4 separate regions of the Mus musculus genome follow, and regions 2, 3 and 4 are each linked to region 1. The links are chromatin contacts, called in public Hi-C and HiCAR-type maps. All regions are on one chromosome and are shown on one strand. Each heading gives the region's core, a stretch centred on a gene start, on an enhancer-like site or on the middle of the called end of the contact. The rest is flanking DNA. Distances are from core to core; before and after follow the strand shown.

Region 1 (6,391 bases), core at 99-2,598:
TAATCTTCCCCAAAATAACATGGTCAGGGTTGTCATAGCTCTACCCTACTATACCCTACCATCTTGATACCAACTTGCTTTAGTTAGGGTTTCTATTGCTGTGATGAAATATCATGACCAAAAGCAAGCTGGGGAAGGAAGGACTTATTTAGCTTAACACTTCCAGATCACTGTAGAAAATCAGGACAGGACTTAGGAGAAGGACCTGGCGGCAGGAACTGATGTAGAGGCCACGGATGGGTGCTGCTTACTGGTTTGCTCTGCATGGTTTGCCTCGTCTGTCTTGCTCAGTCTATTTTCTTATAGAACCCATGACCACCAGTCCAGAGATGGCATCACCCACTGTAGGCTAGGGCCACCCCTACCAATTACAGTGTGGAGGCATTTTCTTAATTGATGTTCCCTCCTCTCAGATGACTCTGGCGTGTGTCAAGTTGACATAAAGCTATCCAGAAGAGTGGCCATTCCAGGAGGTAAGAAGACCCTGGGGTTGGCTGTGTGGTCTCCTCTTCTCCCTGGAGAACTTTGTGCTTCAGGCTCTGAACAGAGGTAGTCTGAGCTCTGCTCTTTTGCTAACCACAGGGAACCATTTCTTCTCTTAAAGACTGAAGTATCTGCAGTGAGACCCACCCCTTTTCTTATTTTGACGTCTCACTTGTTCTGAAACAGAACAACTTCTATCATGGGGCAAAAAGGCACAAAACCAGAGACCTCTTGACATGGACACATAGCACATTGCAGTATGGTCTTTCCTGGTCTCCAGGGTGCAAACGATGCTAGGAGTCAGATCTCATGTGCAGAAGAAGTCAGCCAGCGGCTTCAAACCTTCAGTGGGAACTGCCAAGCATTCTGATCTTCCAGGAACTCATCCAGGCGTCTGGGGGAACGGCTCTGTCTTTATTTGCATATGGAATTCTGGGGGCTGACTCATTCTCTGAGCAGCTGGCCTCACTTGTGGTTTGTGCAAACCCACGCTGAGAAGTTGAGGCCAGGCTCTGGTCAAGGGCTGGGTCTAATGCAACCCTAGGGCAGCTGGGTCGCTTATATTATCTCTGGTCTTCCTGCTTTCTTCTCATTGAACTAAACAGCTAGGGGGCAGGTCCTCAGTCAGCATCCACAAAGCCACTGCATACATGGAGCATTCCAACACACTAGGAAGGCTTAGCTTTCTGTTTAGAATTCTAGCAAACAAGCTACGAACGTTTAAAAAGACAACCCCCTTCTCTCCGGCTCAGTGAAAGCAAAACCAGGCAGCAAAATCAATAAATCATTAACTTAAAGGACGGCCTTTCGAGGCTCGCTGCCTGGCTTGCTTTGCCAAGTGACAGAAGGGTCACTGACTTCACCGTGGAAAGGAAGTTGGTAATGATTTCCCCTAGCTCGCGAACTCTTGCCGCGCTTGCGCTGACGGTGTAGGACTTAAAAGCGAGGCTATATCGCCCTCTCGTGGACGCTGTGTGCATAACCTGTGATGCACAAAGCTTTGAGCTACAAATCACAAATACCGACCAATAAGATACAGAACTCAGGGAGTGTCAAACTGGATTGTTGTAATGCACACACACTGTTCAGGAACAAGTGGCACGCCTTAGGACTCGTTCGAGAAAAGCGTATCTAAGTGGCTTTGTCAAATATCAGTACTATGAATGCCCCTTTTAATCTAGCGTATTTCCCCCAAGCTTTCTTACAATGTACAGGACAAACTGCAAGTTGTGAGATGATGATTCCAAGTTAGTTAGCATATTTGTCACCTCACATACCTCCTTTTTTTTCCTTCTTCACAAGAACACTTAGTCTCTTAGCAAGTTTTGCATATGCAGTGGAGTGAAGCCTGTGAGTAAGACCAGCTTGGAGACGTTTCCTTCTGAGAGCCGGGGAATGGGGTAGCAGGACCCGAGGCCGTGTGCTGAGCTGCAGGGTTTATTGTCTGAGCTAAAGGGATTCTCTCTACCCCACCTGATCTTTACAGCTGTTCTGGGAGTCTCAATTACTTCTGTTTTGACCAAGACAATTTAATTGGGTGTCTGTTGAAGGAAAAGGCCTGGAATCGATATTGTAGCAAAGTGTACCTCAGTGGCTAATTAGTGAACTCGACCTTGGGTTAGCATTGCTGGGAGAAAGCTGCCCGCTCTGAACACCACTAGCAAGTCCCATGTGCTGTCTGCTGTTGATGATCAACACTGTCCTCGTTACCTAGAAGAATGGCACATTGTAGAGAGACTATCGGTTGTTCATTTAAAATAATCATAGTTTAATTAAACAACCTGAGAGGTGTCAATACTTTGTCCTGATTTGCACTGAAATAATCAGTGTAATAAAACTTCTGGGGATGCCTAAAACTTGGTCCAATTATAAATGCCAAGTGGGGGGACAATGAGATAGCTCAGTGGGGGGACATTAAGATAGCTGAGTGGGGGGCAGTGAGATGACTCAGTGGGGATAGTGAGATGTCTCAGTGGGGACAGTGAGATAGCTCAGTGGGGGAAACAGTGAGATAGATAACTCAGTAAGGGGGGCAGTGAGATAGCTTAGTGGGGGGGAATGAGATGTCTTGGGGGGGGGGTGGACAGTGAGATAGCCCAGTGTGCAAAAGTGTGTGTTGTGCAGGCATGGTGCTATGGCTCCATTCCCAGTACGCATGAACGTCGAGAGAACCAGCTCTGTAGCGTTGCCCCGCCTCCGCCTATCATAGAGAACCAGCTCTGGAGCGTTGCCCCGCCCCTGCCTATCATAGAGAACCAGCTCTGTAGCATCGCCCCGCCCCCGCCTATCATAGAGAACCAGCTCTGGAGCGTTGCCCCGCCCAGCCTATCATAGAGAACCAGCTCTGTAGCGTAGCCCCGCCCCCGCCTATCATAGAGAACCAGCTCTGGAGCGTTGCCCCGCCCAGCCTATCATAGAGAACCAGCTCTGTAGCGTAGCCCCGCCCAGCCTATCCTAGCCAGAAGAACAGTACAAGAGTGAGTCATTTCTGCACAAAGTGACTTTTTGTTAAATGGACACACACAGGGCCCAACAAAGCATTGATCTGGTCTCAGAATTTTGTTATTTTAAGACAGTTTACAGCAGAGCCAGCTTCAGCTATGCATTTGCAACAGCGCAGAACCAGAAGCATAATAAACACGACAGAGGAGGTGTGAAACGTATTCTATGAATACATTTGAAATGTGCTTGATTGAAAGGCAGATCGGACCATCTATCGGTGATGGGAAGTAGTGATTTCTCCCTGGCTGTCTCATTAAATAAAAGTCTAGAATTGATCTATTTGGGCGGTGAGGGGGCCATCAATCCCGGCAGGCTTTTAAAGATTAGTGTTTTGAGTGGACTGTTGTGATTCTGGTTCTGAGTTCTTGTTAGCCAGTAGGATTATTGTCATGTTAAAGATAGTCTATTATATAACATAAGCCTGTCTGAGACTAAACTTATGCATAAAATACTCCCAGGTGCCAAAGCGTCACTGAGTCACAGCTCATGAATAGCCCTGATTTTACCCCAGCTGTATTTTTGACATGCTAGTAATTTAACTTTTTTTTAGATTTATTTATTTTATGTGTATGAGTGTTTTTCCTGAGTATATGTGTGTGTGCATGCCATGTGCATGTCTGGTGCTGATGGGGTCCAGAAAAGGGCATTGGACCCCGGAACTGGATTACAGATGATTGTGAGCCACTGTTTGTTGCCTGGGTGTTCTGGAGGAACAGACAGTGCCCTGACCACTGAGCCATCTCTTCACAGACAGTGCCCTGACCACTGAGCCATCTCTCCACGGACAGTGCCCTCTCTGACCACTGAGCCGTCTCTCCATGGACAGTGCCCTCCCTGACCACTGAGCCGTCTCTCCACGGACAGTGCCCTCCCTGACCACTGAGCCGTCTCTCCACGGACAGTGCCCTCCCTGACCACTGAGCCGTCTCTCCACGGACAGTGCCCTCCCTGACCACTGAGCCATCTCTCCACAGACAGTGCCCTGACCACTGAGCCATCTCTCCACAGACAGTGCCCTCCCTGACCACTGAGCCGTCTCTCCACAGACAGTGCCCTCCCTGACCACTGAGCCGTCTCTCCACAGACAGTGCCCTGACCACTGAGCCATCTCTCCACAGACAGTGCCCTGACCACTGAGCCATCTCTCCACAGACAGTGCCCTCCCTGACCACTGAGCTGTCTCTCCACAGACAGTGCCCTGACCACTGAGCCATCTCTCCACAGACAGTGCCTTCCCTGACCACTGAGCCATCTCTCCACAGACAGTGCCCTCCCTGACCACTGAGCCGTCTCTCCACAGACAGTGCCCTGACCACTGAGCCATCTCTCCACAGACAGTGCCCTGACCACTGAGCCATCTCTCCACAGACAGTGCCCTCCCTGACCACTGAGCCATCTCTCCACAGACAGTGCCCTCCCTGACCACTGAGCCATCTCTCCACAGACAGTGCCCTCCCTGACCACTGAGCCATCTCTCCACAGACAGTGCCCTGACCACTGAGCCATCTCTCCACAGACAGTGCCCTGACCACTGAGCCATCTCTCCACAGACAGTGCCCTGACCACTGAGCCATCTCTCCACAGACAGTGCCCTCCCTGACCACTGAGCCATCTCTCCACAGACAGTGCCCTCCCTGACCACTGAGCCATCTCTCCACAGACAGTGCCCTGACCACTGAGCCATCTCTCCACAGACAGTGCCCTCCCTGACCACTGAGCCATCTCTGCAGCCCTCACTCTCTCATGGTGTCCCCATGGAGAGTTAACCCACAAGACCTTCCAGGAAGTGAATGGTAGGGACGCATAGAGCTCCCCCACTTAGAGGCCACATTTAAAACAGCACGAGACTCCTGACTTTGTTTTGTAATTTGCCACTTGTAGAGGGATGGAGCTGTCTGTTACAAGCTTGCCCTGAAACATGAGAGCTTGATCGTCAGAGCACACACATGCAGACACTGGCCATGGCAGCACATGCATGTTATTCTAGTGCTGGAGGTAGAGACAGGCAGATCCCTAGGGCTCTAGGGCTCACTGGCCAGCCAGCCTGCCTATGTGGCACACTCCAGGCCATCGAGAGGCTGTCTTCAAAATCAAGGTGGCCGGCACTTAGGGAATGACACCTGAGGTTGATGTGTGGGTCACACATATATACAGGCACATGCACACACATGCACACACACACACCCCATAGTAGATATGTCTGTTATGACTCTAGTTCCCTAGTATCCCTGGTTGTAGGTTTTATTAATTAGTAAAGTGGAAATCAGTCTGCAAATTTTGAGCTAATAATTTATCACTGCTGTTAATGTTTGTCATAGATATTAGCAGCATGCTTGTTTGAATGTAAGGTGTGTGTAGGGGATAGGGGTGGGAATAGGGTACTTATGGAAGTCAGAGGGCAGCAACAAGCATGCTTTACCTACTGAGTCATTCATTCCCACCCTCTGTGATTTTGTTTCCAATGGACACTCACATGCATATGAAACATATAAAGCCAGAAGTCCACGGGCAAGCACTAAGTCAAATATCAGTCCAATATGTTTGCTGTGGCAGATGGTCACGTCTTGTTTTATACTCCATACATTCTCTGTGTGCGTGTTTGTGTGTGAACATGCTTTTCCGTGTATATCTATGAGTTTATATCTGTCACCTTGTTGACCTGTTTACAGATTTAAAAACTGGGACAAATGTATACTTTGATACACAGTATTGCATCTCATTAGTGTCCTTTACTGTGAGATAAGGTCCCACTGTGTAGCCCTGGCTGGTCTTGAACTCACAGAGATTCAGTTGCCCCTGTCTCCCAAGTGCTGCAATTAAAGATTTATTTATTTATTTATTTATTTATTTATTTATTGATCGATTGGTTGATTTTCAACACCTAGTATTTTATTCAGATAGCAGTCCTGTTACACATGGTCCAAGAACATTCAAATAAGAACTCAAATCAGAAGTTAAAGATTGGTTTTCAAACATTATAGCCAACAATGCCACATTTGCCTATGATCTCTCCGATATAAAACCACATCCACACCTCAGTGGCCACCAAACCATTCAGCACAGCTTCCTTCACTGTAAGGTGTTTGAAGTTATCAGTTTTAACACTTTGAATGATTTTTTTTCACACTCCAAATAGCTGTAGGGATTTCACTAGGGGTTGGGGGAACCAGCTCAACCTTGGCGTAGTGCCAAAATGTGGCCAATTGAGACTTCGAGTAAGTCATGGCAGCGGCCACCATCGACGGTGCCTTCTCTGAGAAGTTACGAATGAACTTGGCCATGGTCTAAGGTGGAAGGTACGTCTCCCCGAACAACCAGCTGAATGTCTTATTTATTTATTTTATGTAGGAGTACAATTATAGCTGTCTTCAGACACACCAGAAGAGGGTGTCAGATCCCATTACAG
Region 2 (6,706 bases), core at 3,747-6,246, 300 kb before region 1:
CCAAAATATTACTAATTATTTTAACATTACAATCAGTTCTCTTGAGTCCATAAATTCCACAAAAGGATTGATCCATTCGTGCATAATGGATGCATTCTGAATTACCTGTGTCTGAACGCTTATATGGAGTGTATGTCCATGCATGGGGCTATGTGCACATTGGGAAGGTACATGTGTGTGCACGCACACATATTCATGACACACTTCTACAAGCTAGTGGTTGACTGTAAGTGTCTGCCTCTACCTTATTCTTTGAAACAGAGCCTCTTGCTTCACCTGGAGTTTGATGTTTTGGCTAGCCTGGATGCCCAGAGAGCCACTGGAATCTGCTCGTCTCTAACTGCTTCTGTCATTGGAGTAACAGATGCGTGTGTGGCTTTTATGTGCATGCTAGGGGCCTGAACTCAGATCCTCATGTTTTCACAGCAAGCACTTTAGCCCCTGAGCATCCCCAGCCCAAATGAAAGTCATTTTTAAAACTTAGGTTTGTAGCGAACACAAATACACATTGTTTTCCTTTCATGTAACACTCTCTATATGACATTTAATTGGGTGAGGCGTTACAAGTGAACTCATGATAACATGAGGTACACTACAGAGTACCTCATGCAGCTGCTGTGTCAGTCTGTATAAGAGAATTAAGCCCCTGTGAACCTGTGTCCATTCTGAGCCTATGTCCAAAAGTCAAGTTTTAACAGTAAAATGGTTTAATCAGCATATCAACTGATCTGTGCCCATCTGTCTGAAGGATGCTTCAAATTTTCTGTCCCTAATTATTAAACAATTATGCAAAAACTGATATAAGAAGTTTCATCCCTTAACTTAGGTTTTCACTTAATAAAATGCAATGGAGTCAAGCTATTTGCTGTAATTAATTACATTCTATGAAGTCATGACTAAATTAACAACTGAACCGTCACTCCTGGGGGAAATACAGGCTCAGGGTTCTGTGAGCCTCAACACACATTTTATCAACCCATCGCCACACACCTCGTTGGATGCATGCTCTCATTGACAGGAATGTTACTGAACAAAAACTGCTGCTTTGTTAGCTGGTGCCTTGCTCGCAGCTTACGGTATTGGAGTCTGTGTTTAACGGAACCTAACATACATTATAGCATCTTGTCCTTGGGAGTAGTAGGCGCTACTTTAGCATGCACAGGGGCAGGAGTAGGAAGCAGCATTTACAAATAGTGAAATCATGTTTAAAGGCACAAAAGTGCAAAAGAGAAAAGACCACAGCATTAGACTATAAAGAAGGCCACTCACAGTCAGAGCTGAAACCAGGAGGCCAGGAGCAGTTTGGTGTGTGTGTGGCCTAGTGTACCAGACTATTTAAAATTTTCAGAGCTCTACACTGTTTGCAAGTTATTAGGAATGCCTTTGGGGCCCATGGAAACACGTAAGGGATGGGGGAATCTGCAAACAGAATCTATTAATATTGAGGAGGGATGGATGCTCAACTAGTGTCAGTGGCTCTGTACAACATGGCTGCCACTTATAGCTGAGACTTTCTGCAGCTTTTTATGGGATTGCTACGGCTATAGTCTATCCCTGACACTACTCCATCCTATAGCGGGTCATCCCAACACGTCCGTGACCTTGGTACAATACCGTCATCCACCATCAGTTTCTCCAAATCCGCTATTGACTTTCCCACCACCAGAATACAGTAGAATACAACCATGCTTGAAGCAATAAGAACTGGTGTTCTCAGCTCCTAGCTGCCCTACGTTGGCTACAATCTTTACTGCCTCCAAGGTGATTAGCTGGTACCTTTTACCTAGTGGCTGCTTCCTAGCAGATTCTAAGACTTCTTGGCTGTCTCCTCTCAGGAGGTGTAGACCCAAGGCACCATGCATCTTTGATGTTGATATATATTGCTGGGGACAAATTTTGTCCCTGCACTAGAACATCACATCTTGTCCCTGCACTGGGACCCTCGGGAATGGTCCAGGCCTGGTCCACAGTGCCAGAAATCTGTGACTCTCTGAAAGTGGTGTCACTCACTGATCCAGTGGCTAAAATATGACAGTCTTCACAATGAGCTGAAGCTCACAGGGACATAGGAGCGCAGTAGCAGTCATTGTTGGACCCGGTTCTTTTTATTATAACAATCGTAACTGCTTTTGATCTCCGCTCTCTGGCTCTATGAGAATGGACCACCTCAAGTCATAGTGGGGTGCGTGCGAGTAATCCTCTAACCTTTACTCACTTCCCAGCTTTCTTGGCTACTGACTACAGCAGATTATAAAATGTACCCCCCCTGGTTTATCTTTCTCTGGCTTCCTGTCTTCCTCCTCCTGGGTTGGCTCTTGATATTCCACATTACTTCCACCCCTCAACCCCCATGCCCTACATACTGTAGGGCTATAGGTGCTACCAAGCCATGTGAGGCAGGACTATAGGTGCCACCACCCATGTGAGGCAGGGCTATAGGTGCCACCACCCATGTGAGGCAGGGCTATAGGTGCCACCACCCATGTGGGGCAGGGCGATAGGTGCCACCACCCATGTGAGGCAGGGCGATAGGTGCCACCACCCATGTGGAGCAGGGCTATAGGTGCCACCACCCATGTGGGGCAGGTCTATAGGTGCCACCACTCATGTGAGGCAGGGCTATAGGTGCTACCAACCCATGTGAGGCACATATAGGTGGGATATATCCACATGAGTCAGGCTAAAGCCAGGTTGTCTACGATTAACACTAGGCCTGGACATTTGCGGTACAGCATGAGTTGACTGACTCCAAAAGAGAAACTAAGGCAACAGGAGACCAAGCTTTTCCATAACAGCAGGGGCAGTAGACATCCATTAAGCAACACACTCACTCAAATGTACCCTCCTCTTAAGGAGGCAGGATACAAAAACCTCAGATAATTCCATGAACCAAGCACACAGGAAGGATCACAGACCCCTGGAACAGCTAACTGGTTTCATTTTGATGGCTACAGACTCTGCCATCAAGGAAAAGCCTCTAAAGGGTTTCTAGACGATGTCACAGTTCAATGTTTGCAGTTTAAGTCTCTGGTTAAAATTAAACTTTGATAAACACCAAGAACCTTTGGGAGGTTTAAGTTATTTCCAGGAGAAGATGGAAGGGTTATAGTATATACACACGCACACACACACACACAAACACACACACACACCTACCAACAACAAAAGTGACTGCCACCTTTCCTAGACAAAACCCATACACTCTCATTTTATATGTGTATATGCATGCGTGTACACGTGTGTGTAGGCCAGAATTCGACGTTGGATGTCTCCCTCAGTTGCTCTCCACCTTATTCAGACAGGGTCTCTCAGTGAAGCCGAAGCTCACAATCGGGCTAGACTGGCTGATCAGTGAGCTCCATGGATCTCCCTGCCTCTCCCCATTCCCAGGGCCACCAAACCTGGCTCTGGTGTGGGGTGGCTGCTGAAGATCCAGACCCAGGTCTGCTGCCGGTAGAAGGATTGCTTTATCAGCTAAGCCATTTCCTCAGCCCAGGAGTTAGGGGAAAGAGACAGCTAACCTCATGCTTCTGGTCTCCCTGCAGTCATTAAGATATTTATCTCAAATGTCACTGAAAGAAAGGGAACCCTCTGTCTTTTCTATGCTACTTAAAATGTGTCACTCTCAGTAGCCACAGGATAGCTGGTGATTACAAAACTAGTGTTTCTAAAAGGACTTGTCCTGTTTGTCCTGAATTTCTCAAGTGTGAAGAATGAAGATCCCCTGGGGCCTTCAGACCCATCTGGGCTCATCTTCCTCCACTGTCTGAGAGGAGCAGAGGGAGACTTTTTTTTTTTTTTTTTTTTTTTGGTTTTTTGAGACAGGGTTTCTCTGTATAGCCCTGGTTGTCCTGGAACTCACTTTGTAGACCAGGCTGGCCTCGAACTCAGAAACCTGCCTGCCTCTGCCTCTGCCTCTGCCTCTGCCTCTGCCTCTGCCTCTGCCTCTGCCTCTGCCTCTGCCTCTGCCTCTGCCTCTGCCTCCTGAGTGCTGGGATTAAAGGCGTGCGCCACCAGCTTAGAGGGAGACTTTTAAACATCAATGCCTGAGTTTATGCAGGAACAAAAACCTCACACTTGTCATTGTCTCCACTAGGGTTTCTTCCTATCAGTTAGGGACAATGTAACTTTGTGAATTGAGCGTGAGGCCTCAAAACTGTGCGCTGTCACCAAAATGAACTGTGCCCACAATGCCCTGCAGAACACTTCTCAAGCAGGTAAGAAAGATGTGAATTTAAATGCAGACATTAGATTGTATTAGTCAGCAAATGCATTTGCCATTAATAATCCATTCTTATCTTTCAAAAGCACTGAGCAAAACCCACCGAAGAACACGGTAATGTGGTGGCAAATGGAGATGTTCCTTATAAAAATCTAAGCCTTTCAGGAATTAAACCTCAGCAATTCCAAATTAACATTTAAGAACTAATGAAGGTAATCAAGAAACCACTTGGGAAAGGGGGCTGGCTGGCTTTTAACTTCAACACTCGCAATAAACCAAATTCCTCTCTTTGGTCTAATTTACAACTACAACAGAAGTGGGTTTTCCCCAGAAGCAAATAAGCCAGGACAAAGAGCTGCCTGTTTCCCTTTAAGAGGTGGAAGGGGACCTTGCAGAGCAGAGCCCAGGGACCTACCCAGGAGCAGGCTGGCTCTGTGCAGGGCTCACACACCTGCATGGACTCCCACCCCAGGGAAGTAGTGAACCGTGTCCTCCTTTAATTCAACTCCAGCACGGCTGATCAATTTCTTTCTGGGAACAGACCTCTCATTCCTGGGGCGGCTCTTTTTATCTCTTCTCTTACTGACTTCCACTTTCCACACCCACGCTTAGGCGCTCTTAGGACCTTCAATCCTGCCTTTTACACAGAGAAAGAGGCGTCTTCTAAGCATCTACTTCAAACCCAACTTCCAGAACACACAGAGACTGCTTCTCGCCTAAGAGCGAGACTCTTCCCAAACTCGCCCTGCGAACCAGGGTTCACAGGTTCTCAATACAAGGGCTGGAAAAGGACCAGGGACCTCCGGCAGTAGAAGGGAAGGCCAGCAGGCGGCCGAAGGGCAGGCGAGGCCCCTTGGGAAAGGGCATGGCCTCCGTGTGGACGACAATTTTCAGAAGTGGTGTGTGTCTCGTTTTCAGACAGGGTGAAAAGGATTAAGGTGCATGCTTTACCTATCAAAGCAGACCTGGCCTCCAGGTTCTCCCAGCATACCTCAGCCCCAGCCTGGCTAACCCTGCCTGCAATCCTGAACTTTCCAGCCCAGGGGCTGGGCTGCCCTTCCCTCAGAGACTCCTCCCTATATAATCCAGACAGTTTTTCATTTTTTATCTATTGTCATCGTCGTCCTCCCCCCTCCCCCTCCCCCTCCCCCTCCCCCCTTTCCTTCTTATTTCTCTTCTTTTCTCTCTGTGTACCCTCTCTCTCTCCTCTCAGCCCACCATGGTAACTCCCCTGGTCTCCATCCTTGGGGCCAGTGAACTTGCCTTGGAGAGCAGCTTCCCAACAAACCTGCTTTTAATATAATCTAATCTGGTTTGGACCAGCTCATTTCACTGGTGTTGGAGAAATAGCCTATCAGTGTGTAGATGGTGAGGGCAACACAAGATTATACCTGTGTCCACCTTTACCTATCATGTACATTAAAATGTCCTTTTTTCTATACCAGTCATTGCCTCAATGAAGCTAAAAAAGATAGAACTAAAACTGGACACTGGTGGTACACACCCACAAATCTGAACACTTAATCTAAGGCAGGCAGCTTCTTGCCACAAGATCAAAGCCAGCCTGGGGTTATATAGTGAGACCCTCAGAGCAGGAAGCAAAGAGAAGATAAAAGACAGAGCATTCCTGGTTAATAAATGATACGACAGGCATGTGGGATGTTTCACCATTAATTATGTTCAGTTATATAGAAAATTATATATGAAGGGACTCTACTTTAAAATTATGCAGAACTTTCTAGAATTCCCAGGCATGTATTTTAACTGAGGAGGTATCCCTGAAATTTTAAAGTTCAGAGGGCTCCAGAGCAGTGGGTCCCAACCTAATGCTGCGACCCCTTAATACAGTTCCTCACGCTGTGATGACCCGACTATAAACTATAACATTATTCATGTTGCTACTTAATAGCTGTGGTTCTGCTACTGTTGAGAATCGTTATGTAAACATCCGACAGTCAACCACTCAAAGGGGTCACACAACCCACAGGTTGAGAACCAGTGTCCAGAGCAGCTCTATGGCTGACTCATCCTCCCTTCAAGAGACTGTGATTGGGGGGGGGGGGGGGGAACTCTAGAAATGAAATACCAGTGTGGGTCATGAGAACCCATTTCTTTTGTTGTTAGCATCAGAGACACAAAGATTAGACAGCCAGCTCCCAGCTTGACACTGGCTCATTTAGAATACCTTTGCTTGAAGACCCTGCCCTGCTATGAAGTCCTCCAGCAAGCATGGCCTCTATTGAGCCCAGGAATGGCCTGAAATTTTCTTACTTCTTACTACTCAATAGGAAGCATGGGAGAAAAATCTACTAACTAGTCTTTCTCTTAAAAAAAAAAAAAAAAAAAAAGTAAGCACTGCCTTTCATTGATATCCTGAGGCCTGAAGCCAGATCTTGTGCAAAGGCCTGGAACCTCTGATGGTTGGGAGGCTGAGGCAAGACTCTCCCTAAATCAAGGCCTGCCTGGGCAGCTTAGTGAGATGCT
Region 3 (6,100 bases), core at 1,942-4,441, 270 kb before region 1:
TCTATGAAAACTAAAAAGAGAGAGAGAGAGAGAGAGAGAGACCTGGTTAAATGCCCAGCCTTGACTTTTCCAGAAAAAACCCACAGGGTGTTCCGAGAGGACAAATGTCCGCTTTTCTCTTTGACAGAGCCCAAGGATCAGGAAGACGGCTTTTAAAATCCTGCCCTTCCCTGAGCCAGACAGCATGGAAGCACAAGCCTCTGTTGATGGCTTGCCCAGGTTTCTGTGAGGGTCAGGGCAATGAAAAGCCCATTTCATCTCAAAGGTAAGGAAATGAAAGCCCCATTTAATCACCGCAGGCCTGACTCCAGAATGTTCCTAATTAGGGTTCCAAAACAGCTTAGGCAATTTTGCTACCATCAGAAAAGCAGAAATTTTTTTGATGTGGTCTTTTCTGCGACGTCAAAGGCAAGTGTGAAGGCGGTGTCTCCAGCTTCAGCAAAGATGTTGAGTTTATCGGCGAGGTGTTACCGGGAAATATGTGATTTAGTTCAGACTCCTATTTTCCAGTGCCAAGGGGTTCAGTGAGCTGCAGGGTCACCACCCTACACACCCCTTAGCTGCACCTCCAAGACTCTGGAGGCCTTGAGACATGTCTGCGCCTCCTACCCTCAGCTCACATACTCGTCTACAGATCTTACTAGGTATACAGTAACGGCCATATCTGATCAGGCCGTGGGTGTTTTGTTTTGCTTTAACAACCCCCAGGGAGTGGTGTACATATCTGTAATCTTGGAAGCAAGGGAGGGAAGGAGGGAGGTTTTGAATTTGGGGCTAGCTTGGGCTACAGAGCTAGACTCTGTCTGAAAAACGAAACAAAACAAGCAAAAAAAAAAAAAAAAAAAAAAAAAAAAAAGAACCACTATCAACAATAATAGTCCCACAGCGGTTACCATCTTGCTGGAGAATTCCAGAAAAGGTTGCTTCATCTTCAAGGTTGTCAAGGCATCCCAACTTCCAAGGACAGAAAGGGAGAATACAGTATTACACCTGGACCCAACAACCCAACGCCTCATTCTGCAGACAAGAAAAGTAAGTCTAGTCAGAGCCAGATGGGAGACAGAGATTTCCAGGCTAATTAGATCAAGGAACAAACACTGAAGAAAAACACTGCCCTCTGTCAGAGCCTGACCATCGAGGGCCAGTGGGAAGGGGGAGGGGCAATAACTAAGCAGCCCAGACCTGGAATGTCTGACCTTCTGACAGATTAAGGTAGAGCGAGATGAGACAGACCATCTCTGCGACTTCAAGACTACCCTGGTGTAAGTGGTGAGGTTCCAGGCTACTCAGAGCTGCACAGTGAAATACTGTCTTAAAAAGACTAGGCAGGGTCACACTAGCAGGGACACACCAGCAGGGTCAACACTAACAGGGACACACCAGCAGGGTCAACACTAACAGGGTCACACCAGCAGGGTCACACCAGGAGGGTTACACTAGCAGGGTCACACCAGGAGGGTCACTCCAGCAGGGCCACATTAGCAATGTCCATGAGTCTCACAAAGGGAGGGAACACAGTTAAGCTGAGGGTCCTGTGTACTTGAGCCACCCTGGCTTTGATATGATCCTGAGGCAGCACTGCCAGTGAGTTCCCTCATGTTTAGGCTGGGCTGTGAGGGTGTGGTACAGGGAGCCGAGGGAGAAATCAGCCTCCTCATGTATATGTGAGAGATCTACACAGCCGGTGAGCAATGCCAAGTCAGGACCTGGGGGCCCTACCACCCCTACTGCCTTATATAATCAGGCTAGCAAATCTGAGTTTCCCTTAGGATGCAGAAGCTGAAGTGCAAAGCTAATGGCTGAGAAAGGTTGCAGAGGGAAGGATCATGCCTGCAGTAGACCCTCTGGGCCAGACTCCTGCTCTCTTGCTCTCTCCTGGACTCCCCAGGACTCAAGAGACTGACACTGAGTCTTCAGTCACAGACTTTGAGAGCTACGATAACTTCTAAGGAAAGCCAGGAGGAAATGATGCTGATACAGGTAAAAGCCCAGCGTGATTTCCTGCCCTGAGCACTGGACAGGCTGAATTCTCCCCACTGCTGACCATCACTCCTGCCCACCACCAAAAGGCATGCGGCATCTCCTCGTCACCTGCTATAGTCTCCTCAGCGCTGCCAGGCCTGCTCAGGAGGCAAAGCCTGACTCTGCTTTCTCCTCTGCCATCCCCAGCTCTTTCTAAAGTCAACCAAACGCTAAGAACCTGCACACAGGGAACAGCTGCCATCCGCTTCTCCAGACACCCTCCCTGGTGGGTCAGAAACGCAAACCTTCCCAGGAGGTGGTCCTGGGGGGGGGGGGGCAGGGGGAGGATTCCCTCATGTCTCACATGTGATTAAGGCTTCCCAAGACCTGAGACCCTCTGCGCTTCATAAGCTTCAGAAGAGAGAGCAGCCCTATCAATCCTGAGGTGTGGCTTGTTTGCAATGCTTTTCAACATCAAGATGATAAAACGCCAGGCAGCAAGCGCTTTCTATAAATGTTGGTTGGTTTTGAACTTTCCACTGTGCAGAGGAAGTATAGGAAAACAAACAAACAAACAAAAAAAACCTGTCCAAATTCAACATTAAAGAGGCTCTCCCAGCTAGCTCCCAGGGGTGGGAAAAGATTGGTTGGTATCTACTCTTCTAGCTTTCCAAAATGCTCAGATCTTCTTCTTCCAAAGGTTTCTAAAGGCTACAGAAATGGGGGGGGGGAGGGGGTGGGGAGGGGGAGGGGGAGGGGGGAGGGAGAGGGAGAGAAAGATCACCACCAAGAATATGGTTTGGTTCATTGTGCAGGAGCCAGTCAGGAAGCTTGTACTTAAAATGACTGCTTGCAGGCATCTGTATTTTGACATAAAAGTAATAAGAAAAGGCCAAGGAGACTCAATCCCTAGGGAAAGACATAGTTTGCTGAAGACTGATTCCTCCCCACCCCCCACCCCCCAAAGAAAGTCGCAGAGACTCATGGCTTCATGCCTTACTCATCTGCAGGACAAATGCTTGTGAGCAATGGGAACACGATCACACAGGATACCCCAACCTGCCCTGGTGGGAGAGAGGGACACTTCCAAGGTCAGATGGCCTTGGTGAATTCTTAGCAAAGAGCTTTGAAGAACAGATAGTAATGCAACTATGGGGCGTTGGTCTGGTCTGGTCTGGTCTGGTCTCTGAGATCGGTCCTGGGGCCACAGCCCTTCCCATCCCTGGGTTGCCTGACTCACCAGGAGTCTTGATGGCTTCCAGCTGTGGGGTGCCCAGGGGCTCTGGCAGCTCTTAGAGAGCACAAGGCAGAGATTTAGAATCTGTTCCAGCCAGGACACGCTGATATCCATCTGCCTTTCTGCTGCCAGTTTAAGGAAAACATCTGTTGCCCCTGGGCTGGGAAGGCACACTCTAACCCAGAAAGAGACATATTAAAAGTAGTGAACTCTAATTGTAAAATAAATCACGGTAGCATTCGATTGGCAAACACTTAATGAGTACCTATCATCTGCCCAGCTACATGGGAGAGGGAGACAGCAAGGAAGTCCCTACCCTGAGAAGCCAGCGGCCAGGTGGCAAAGGCACATAAAAGACACAAATCCTATGACACTGCCAATGTGCACCCAGGGCAGCTGTAAACATCTTTTGCACGTCATTTTCTAACTTCATGAAACATCAAGTAATATTTACTATTACCTCACTTCCAAAAGGAGAAAGCAGGCACTAAGAGGTTAAAAAAGTTGCACAAGAGAAACAATAGGAGAAAGTGGAATTTTTTACCCCAGGCAATAGTCCACCTTGACTAGGGTATAAACCAAGAAGTTTGCAAAAAAGGTGGTGGTGGGGGGAGCCACTACCTGAGGCAGGAGGCTAAATAGGGCACACAGGAATTTCAGGAGGGATGGGGAAGGGTTTCTTCCACAGAGGGGTTAAAAGTGGATAGTAGAGCTCTCAAAAATCAAGAAGATAAATGCTTGTGTGTGTGTGTGTGTGTGAGAGTGTGTGTGAGTGTGTGTGTGTGAGTGTGTGTGTGTGTGAGTGTGTATGTGTGTATGTGTGTGTGTGTGTGTGTGTGTGTGAGTGTGTGTGTGTGTGTGTGTGTGTGTGTGTGCATGTGCGCGCGTGCATGAAGGCTAGAGAACAGCCTCACAGGTGCTCCTCAGGGTCATCTACCTTTATTTTGAGACAAGAGTCTCTCACTGGCCAGGAACTGACCAACCAGGCTAGGGTGGACGGCCAGTGAGCCCAAAGGATTCACTTATTTTCAGGTCTCCAACCCTAAGATTACAAGGACACATTGTCATGACAGAATTTAAAAAACAAAAACAAAAACAGAACATGGGTTCTGGAAATCCAAGGCAGGTCTTGTGCTTGTATTTTAATAACTCAGATATCGCTCCAGCCACCAAAATAATCTTAAAAGATGAAAATCCAATTCTACGACGTCACAGTGCCGACACAGTATCTGCTCAGATGGTAGCTGGTGTAGGGTTGTGGCCTTTGCTTCTTTATGAAGAACCACAGGTGGATGCCGTACAGCAATCTCACCGCCTGCGCACACAGCATTTGATAGCTCCTCTACCCCAGCCTGTACAGGAACACCATTTAACAGAGGGCCTGGACTTCTAACTGGAGCAAATAGGAAAGAGAAACCTAATACTACAGCAAACCAGTCTGGCAAGGCAGAGAGAATGCCGGGAAGGAGCGGGAGGGCCTCCGGCTCCAGAAGGCAGAATTCTCAGCGGGTGGCAGGTGTTTTCCCCCCAACGTACTTCACAATGCCAGAAATTAGCAGTGGCTTTGTTCACTGGAATATGAAGTCCTAGGCCAAGTCCTTGAACGATGAATTCCTCAGCAAGAAAATTAAAAAGGTTCAAAGGCCATTCTCAATGTGCGATAAAATTGGTAGCTTGAAACACAGCCATTCTGAGGTTTACCTTTCCCTGAGACACTTAATTCACACTCCCCGAACAATGTTCTGTGAAATAAATATAATTTACTGAATCACATCCCATAAATGATTAAATGATGGGTTACACCGTTAACGCTGACTATTAAGTTTCAGGCACCCTCGCCAACAGAAATAATGAGCGGATTGCCTCCACTCTAAAAACAGGTGTGTTCCAAAAGGCTGTCTGAGTCGGTCGCCCGAGTTCAAGGCAGATTGTCTTCCTCTACCATCAACAACTGACCAGGGGTGGGCAGCCAAGGTAGAACACAAAAGATTAGACACAAGGTGTGCAGAGGCCTCTCTGGCTGAAGTCAAGAAGTGCAGTCTTTGGTCTGGGGGCCCCAGGAGCTACAACCCTGTAATTGGCATGACATGGCGCCTTCATCTCTAACAAGAGATGCTTGAGCAAGAGGCTGGGAAGAGACTGAGGCAGAGCTGTCAACAAACAGCATGAAGGGCCAAGGGGCTCAGACAAAGGGGAGCAGAGGACTCGGACTCCGCCCACTCCGTGGTTCCTTCCCTGGCCCTTCCACCCCCTGATGTGGGGGTGGTGCTCTTGTTTCACAGATATCAGGTGGAAAGTCTGGGTCATGGTTTTTGAAAATCTCCCCACAGGAAGGTGTGAGCTCACTTGCTCCCATTTCCTCATGTGGAAACACATGCAGTGAGCTCTGGTGGTTTTCCTCAGTATGACGTTACCTGGGTTGGACACATACAGCCTGTGCTAGCAACAAATGAACCCGAAACCCACTGAGAGAAAGGCTCTTCCCTTCAATGCAAATGTTAACACACAGATTACATATCTTTAGATGTCATTATACAACATAAGATATACTAATCAGTTATACTTGATACATATATAGGCATGAGATATATATATATGTGTGTGTGTGTGTGTATACTATATATATATATATATATATATATATATATATATATATAATAGTACAAAAATACACATAGAGTGACATCTATTTGTGTACCAGAAGCCACAGCAACGCCACTCATGTCACTCTGCATAGGGGTGGCCCATGTGCAGATCTGAAAACCAGGTCACTCAGAACCAGCTATGTCTACTGGGAGTAAGGCAAGAGATGCCTGGGCACACAGACCTCTGGTACGCCTCACTTCATGGTATCATTGATGGCCATTTCAAGTTACCCAACCCCCGTCTAGACACCTCCAC
Region 4 (6,631 bases), core at 2,538-5,037, 340 kb before region 1:
GGCGCCATCTCTGAAATGGAGCCAGCTGGAGCATGCTTTCATGTTTCCTGGCTGGGGACCGACTTGCTCTCTGTGCCTGGCAGAGGTGCTGTGCAAACATGGAATTGAGAAGGGCTGCATTCAGCCGAGGTCAGTATTAATAGGATGTCTAAGGCAGAGAAAAATAGACACCAAAACTTATCACAATGACTACCTCTGCATGGCAGAACTTTTTTCCTCTTTCAAGTTTGTATGAGCTCAAAAGGTTTCCTTTCACAGGGAATGCAATGCTTTCTTTGCCAGAACTCAAACCAATTTAATAGCTTTATTTTTTAATAATCACTATTTCATCATGGGACTGCAATGCCCAGGGCTCTCTCAGTGTAAATCCTTCCCACCCTTCTGCCCCTCCAGGTAGAGGGCTCTCTGCAGCATGCCCCTGCATGTGCAGCGACACCACTTAGACTCTGCAGCTCTGCTCAGCTATGAGCCTGCAGAGCCCAGCTCACTTACGGATTACTTCCTGTTTCCACATTCGGTCAGGAAGCTTGCCGAAGCTCATCTACATCATTACCCGAGCCCATCTGATAGGACGACAAACGCTCCTTCCTGTTGCTCATGGCTCCCTCAATGCTGGGTACTGTGTTCAACTCTTCCTGTATAGTGCACAGGCTTCATAACCAAGGGATTTGTAAGAACATGGAGGAAGCGAGTGTCTGCGTGAAGGAGCGCAGTGTCAACTGCTGTAGTTGTCAATTAATGGCACAGGTTCCTTGCTGCCACCCCAATGTTCTGGGTTCCCAAATGAAAGACACACACACACACACACACACACACACACACGCACACACACAGGGGGGAGGGAGGGAGAGAGAGAGAGAGAGAGAGAGAGAGAGAGAGAGAGAGAGAGAGAAAGTGTCTTATATTGAAATATGCCTTAAACAGATCAATGGCTCGGCCACTTCCAAACCTCCACATAGCTGACGCCTGCCCTCCAATATTCCTGAGTTATTACTGACTAAAATCTGTATTCCATCTTTGCTACCCTAGACCCAGCAAGGGGTGGGATAGGGGTTTTGCTTGATTGAAGTGCTCTCTCTCCTGCACCTCTCAGGCCTGGTCTTTACTCCTTTCCCAGCATGGCAGCTCTACCTTCTTCTTCTTCCTCCATTCTTTGCCTGGGAATCCTAAAGTCTGTCTCTCTGCCCAACCATTGGCTAGCGGCAAGTCTATCTACCAACCAAAACCAACTGGGGGCAGGGACCCTCAGCATCTTACCTGCAGATTCTTGGGCAATTTTGGGAGAACACAATTAACATAATACGAGCGTTAGACCAAGATCCACAACAGTCAACACATAGTGTAAGCACAAACAAGGACTTCCTGTGTTCCTGGCAAGGGCTGGCAGACAGGGCACAGAGCAGCTGGAACACAGGAAAGACACCCTGGGTCCAACTGAAGGCTTGGTCCTCACCAAACCATACAAGCAGGTGCTGGAGAGAAACCACCCAGGGGGAGCCAGGCTCTGTGTGAGCAAGGAGCCACATCATCAGAACACACAGTAGAGGACACAGAGAGTGACACGGAGGCATGGGGCCCCAGGCAAGGCAAAGAAAAAGCCATGGCCTCTTCACTTTTCCCAGGTAAACCAGGGATAACCAGACTTCCCACTGTGCTACTTCAGTGGATTAAGTGCTTGACACGTGGGTGTGAGACAGAGTTCAGATCCCCAAAGCTGATCCCCATCCCATGCAGGGTGTGTGTGTGTGTGTATGTGTGCTTGTGGAAGTCCAGTGCTTGCTAGGCTGGGATGGGAGGCCACAGAGCAAGCTGGCTAGCTGTACTGGCAAGCTCTGGGTTCAGGTGAGAAACATTGCCTCAATCAATAAGACAGAAAGTGATAGGGGATGATAACTGACACCAGCCTAGGTAGGGCCTCCATAAGTGTGTATGGGCATGTATACTCTCTCTCACACACACACACATATATGTGAACATGGATATATACATGCATGCAGAACCCCCAAAATATTTTAATTAAAAAATTAAAATATTGTAGGAGGCTTAGTTAGAGAGAGAATGTTCACAAAATTCCTATCCCTAGTGTACATGATAGTGCTCAAAACCAAGAATCCTACCCAACCAGGACCACTCTGCTATCCTGTGTGGGGCTCAGGGCCTTCGCAAGCCTCGCACAGCCGTCCACGGCCCTGCACAGCCATCATGGGAAGTCTAAGCTGGTTTTCCTTGGTTAAGATATGCCTTGTGATTTATTAGCTGCCACTCCACTGTGCTCATCCATCAAGGCTGCAATGCACATTGGGTCTCAGGTGATGCAGAGGCGAGGGGCCTTTGTCATGGAGTACGGCAAGCTGAGTTCCATTCCTGAGGACCCAGATGTTGGAAAGAGAGGACATACTTACAAAGCTTGTCCTATGCCTTCCATATGCACCACGGCATGTCACCTGTCACCCCAAATAAATAAATGCAAAGAATTTTACATGTAAACTATTGGCCAGCTGGTTACAGGTTACTCTAGAAACCCACCCTGGTAGAGACCTACTACAACATAGAGAGTGATGGAAGACCATGCAGGGGCCCCCTGGAGGGGCAGAGTTTGGTGGCAGTGTGTGCCCAGCATGTGTGAGGCTTTGGGGTTCAGTCTCAGCTTTGCCACCACACTGTACACCCAAATTTAAACATCAATTACAATATTCTTGCTTATCTTGTTCTTTGGGATACTGAGTCTCACGAAGCCCAGGCTGGTCATGTGAGCTCCCTCTGAAAGGAAGGATGACCCTGAACTTACAGGTGAGTGCCACCAAGCAGGACCTAAAATAGCATTTAATATTCTCTTTCTTGGAGCTTGGTGACAGGATACAGAAGCCCTTTGAGAATTTGGGCAAAGGCAGGTGCCCCCTTTAGCTGTACACATTACCTCAATTTTGCTAAAATCCCAGAGAGTTCAGAAACACCACCCTCCATCTTCCTCCCCACTGTACCGGTAATACTTGAGAGAGAACCAGGAAGCTTTTCTTATGAAGCCATTTAAAATTAGAACAGCCTGACATGCTAAAATTATTGTATACAGCTGGTTGCAGCTGCAGTAAGTGTCTTTCTTTCCACCCCAGGTTGTTTCGAAATTCCAAACGACTAACTGGTCTGAGCAAAAGCCTGGGAAGAGCATGCATCCAGAACTCGGTCCAAAATGCCTGCTGTTTCACCAAATAATTAAGCCATGACTTCATCTCCATCACACACCTGCAGCATAATTGCTTCACAAAACCACGCACAGATGGCTGTTGAGAGCGGCAAGTCCACATAATGAAAGTCGGAGGGCGTTATTTGGACAAGGTTCTGGACCTGCAGAACTCCTGCCCCGGGCAAACATATCCACTAATTAACTGCGGTGGGTTTATTGTGCTGCAAGAGAGACTGGAAGACTGGATTTCAGTCCCTCCTCATAGGGAACCCGCAACAACCCGCAGGGCGACTGGCCAGTTCTCTAAATAATAAATGACACACCAGGGTCCTCATTCTGACTTGGACTCATAGGAGGGTGACAAATGGAGATTCATCTGCTGTCATTTAAAAGCCATCGTTTGAAAAATCATTTAAATCAGCATCATTTGAAGTCATTTAAATCACTTTGCTGCTGGGGGTGGGGTGGGGAAATGCTTTACAGTTTACAAGCACTTTAATGGAGCTCAGGAGCTCAGAAGGGAAGGCAGCAAGTGCTGTGTGTACGCTATGTTCGCGGAGACAGGCAGAGAACAGAGTGCTAGTCTTCGGCAGCCCTTGTGAATTAAAAGAATTCCCATGTCTGCCCAGCCTGGGGAGGAGTGCTCCTGCTGACTCAGAGAAGAAATGTTATTTTATCCAGGGAACCAGAATGGAAAGGCTTGAGAGACGGTACTGATGGCAGAGAATCCTGTGTGCAAGCCAATCCAGAGAGAAGAGTGAGCATGTGCGAGGAGGAGCCTGCCTCCCAGGAACCTGGGAAGGGGAGGAGTGAGAGGGCCACACCCAGGATGCTTTTATGGGAAGTTAGAGAGGAGGACACGGAAGACCCAGCTCTGCCAGATTCTCTTGGGCCAGGATTTCCGTTAAGCCCCCAGGTGTCCCATGTCACCTGGATGTCCCTAATCAATTTTTAAAAAGCTCCCCAGGTGAATGTACACCACATTACAAATTGACTCCTACCAGGGAGGCAGAGATGGATGTGCAGCAGGTTAGCCTTAGCTGAAGGCTTCCAATGTTTCCAAAGCTCCCCCACTGACAAACTAGGGTTTTACAGCTGGCTTGGAGGTAGCGAATCAGTAAGCATCTATCAACTCCTGGCCTTCTCCACAGAGCGAGAACGGCAAGCCTGGGATATGGGTGAAGCTGCTCCCCGCTTCTTTCTGGGTCTGCTAAGGATACTGAATGGTGCTGCCTTCTCTCTACCGTAACAGTGTTGCCTCAGCCACCACCAATCTGGACCTGGCAGAGCAATGTACGTATGTGTGCTTGCGCCATGGTTGAGAAAAGAGAGACTCACTAACACTGCTTTGTAAGAGTACCAACGTATACCAGGCCAGATGCACAAATGCTGGTTCTATTCATTACACTTAAAAAACAGCCCATCAGGTAAGCAGATACAGATCTGAAAAAAAATAAAAATAAAAAATCTTTAGAGACAGGAGTTTTTGTCTTGTTTTTGTTTTTTTAAAATAACATGCTTTCTGCTCCTGCTGTAACAAACCAAACCAAGCAAGCAACGAAACCTTTGGAACTGACATCTGGACATCGCTGCTCCAAATGTAATGATCTGGAGCTGTGGCCATTCCATCCTGGTTTTCCTCGAAGAGAAGGAAATAGTAATGGGTGGATGGGTTTCTGTGTACCCAAGTGTACTTGTTGGCAAAGAATAAAAGATAACTGGAGCAGCGTAGTTTGACAGTGTCACACTGACTTCACAGTCCAGAAACCTTCTGGAAACGGAACCTTGATCAAAAAGTTGTGGACTCAGCTCTAGGAGAAACAGAAAGACCTGCATTCAGGAAATGGCTGCCTGCTCTAAAATGGCCATGTCCATAAAACAGCAGCGTGACTCCTTCTGCACTTGGACAGGACAGAGCACCGTCTGGGCTGGCTGAGCTACCCTGGTAAGTCCCTGCTCTGTCTTTCTTTAAGCCCGAGGAGGTCATCTCTTGCCACACCTTGTCACTCCAATACCCTGGCTCCATGTCAGTATATCCAGAAGCAGTGAGCTTGGAAATCACGTATGTCCCCGTTTCTTCATGCCACTTGAAGGCACACTCAAGCCTTTCTCTGAACTGTATCGGGCCAACAAGTCTTCCCACGAAATTCAGAGTCGCCACGGAATGTTCTTAGAACCTGAGAGCGGGATTCACAAGCCCTTAGGGGTTGTTCTGCGTTTCCTTAGACGCTTCTCTTCCCTTCCCTGGAAATGTAATGTTGGCCCGGCAATGACTTCATGAAGCCTTGCTCGGTTATGAGGAGAATGCTACCCCTCCTGGGCAGCCACAACGGAGTCCTGTTCTCACAGGCCTTGTCAGATAGTAAATATTTATCCAGCATGCCTAGTCTAAGCAAGAACACGATAACCACCTTTCTCCTGCTCCTCACCAACAAAGAAAACAACGGACTCTCAATGCTAAGTCGGTAACCCAGCCAGGTTTATAAGGACTGCTTGAGAGCAGAACACACAAGGAGAACTTCGGGAGGCTACCTCTCCTCAGCTTCCCCCTTCACTGCCTACTTCTTATCCATCCCATGCATTTAAAACATTTCTCTCACTTTTTATTAAAATCAGTCCTATGTGTCCTGCAAGGAAGCAATCATGTTGCCCAAATGGGATTCTGTACTGCAAGGTTACTGCACACAAAAGAAGAATCAGCGCGAATGGTTATTAAAAAGGGGGTGCACAAACCAGTGGACCCCTGCACTACCCTGGGATGGTTGGGCCATCACAGTAAGATGTTTTTCAGTCCTCCCCAGGGTCAGATGATGGACGGGATGGCAGTGAGTGATAGCGCCTGATGCTGACTCTTGGGGTATTTTCTACACCAGCAGTTGCCAGGACAGTGTGCAAGGATGAAGGGGGGGAAGGTTCTGAAGAGGACCTGAGTAGCCACAAGCCACAGGTGGTTTCGAGGCTCCTGCACACTGCTGTGGAGCTCCTGAGAGCTTGAGAAGGGCTAATACAATAGTATTTAAGGTTTTACTTCATTTACCTAATCGTCACACAGAGTGAGCACTGCATTGGAAGGATGCCCTTCTAGACCACAGGATACAATGTTTTGTTTTTTGTTTTTTTTTATTATTAGGTATTTTCCTCGTTTACATTTTCAATGCTATCCCAAAGGTCCCCCATACCCACCACCCTAATCCCCTACCCACCCACTCCCCCTTTTTGGCCCTGGCGTTCCCCTGTACTGGGGCATATAAAGTTTGCAAGTCCAATGGGCCTCTCTTTCCAGTGATGGCCGACTAGGCCATCTTTTGATACATATGCAGCTAGAATCAAGAGCTCCCGGGTACTGGTTAGTTCATATTGTTGTTCCACCTATAGGGTTGCAGTTCCCTTTAGCTCCTTGGGTAATTTCTCTAGCTCCTCCATTGGGGGCCGTGTGACCCATCCAATAGC

What was found. Hi-C and Micro-C count contacts between places; a contact is called where the count stands out from the background. HiCAR-type assays count read pairs that join an accessible place to other places.
Region 2: a Hi-C map of nephron progenitors shows a contact between it and region 1, with 5 times the contacts expected there. The contact joins two enhancer-like sites. A contact is called at or near these places in 4 of 484 Hi-C or Micro-C datasets (the C2C12 cell line, cortical neurons, nephron progenitors and 1 more) and 1 of 115 datasets of contacts at active chromatin or transcription factors (fibro-adipogenic progenitors).
Region 3: a Hi-C map of uterus shows a contact between it and region 1, with 4 times the contacts expected there. The contact joins two enhancer-like sites. A contact is called at or near these places in 4 of 484 Hi-C or Micro-C datasets (the C2C12 cell line, nephron progenitors and uterus).
Region 4: a contact with region 1 is called in a HiCAR-type map of astrocytes, with 2.1 times the contacts expected there. The contact joins two enhancer-like sites. A contact is called at or near these places in 17 of 484 Hi-C or Micro-C datasets (CD4 T cells, bone marrow-derived dendritic cells, cerebral cortex and 7 more) and 3 of 115 datasets of contacts at active chromatin or transcription factors (astrocytes, bone marrow-derived macrophages and extraembryonic endoderm stem cells).

What each region holds. Positions count from the first base shown.
Region 1 is chr14:120,827,033-120,833,423 of GRCm38.p6, reverse strand. It overlaps the pseudogene Gm9391. Among named protein-coding and RNA genes, the nearest start is that of Gm33173, 18 kb to the left of the region's middle. Within about 2 kb of position 1,348, at least 277 of the 459 cell types and tissues checked have an H3K27ac peak or open chromatin away from gene starts, as enhancers often do. A contact at or near this core is called in the C2C12 cell line, astrocytes, cerebral cortex and 2 more, where this site is marked.
Region 2 is chr14:121,127,566-121,134,271 of GRCm38.p6, reverse strand. All of the region lies in intron 2 of Farp1 (FERM, RhoGEF (Arhgef) and pleckstrin domain protein 1 (chondrocyte-derived)), which reads right to left. Among named protein-coding and RNA genes, the nearest start is that of Farp1, 95 kb to the right of the region's middle. Within about 2 kb of position 4,996, at least 61 of the 459 cell types and tissues checked have an H3K27ac peak or open chromatin away from gene starts, as enhancers often do. A contact at or near this core is called in nephron progenitors and uterus, where this site is marked.
Region 3 is chr14:121,102,197-121,108,296 of GRCm38.p6, reverse strand. The region is part of intron 2 of Farp1 (FERM, RhoGEF (Arhgef) and pleckstrin domain protein 1 (chondrocyte-derived)); the gene reads right to left. Among named protein-coding and RNA genes, the nearest start is that of Farp1, 70 kb to the right of the region's middle. Within about 2 kb of position 3,191, at least 50 of the 459 cell types and tissues checked have an H3K27ac peak or open chromatin away from gene starts, as enhancers often do. A contact at or near this core is called in the C2C12 cell line and uterus, where this site is marked.
Region 4 is chr14:121,169,462-121,176,092 of GRCm38.p6, reverse strand. All of the region lies in intron 2 of Farp1 (FERM, RhoGEF (Arhgef) and pleckstrin domain protein 1 (chondrocyte-derived)), which reads right to left. Among named protein-coding and RNA genes, the nearest start is that of B930095G15Rik, 76 kb to the left of the region's middle. Within about 2 kb of position 3,787, at least 103 of the 459 cell types and tissues checked have an H3K27ac peak or open chromatin away from gene starts, as enhancers often do. A contact at or near this core is called in astrocytes and cerebral cortex, where this site is marked.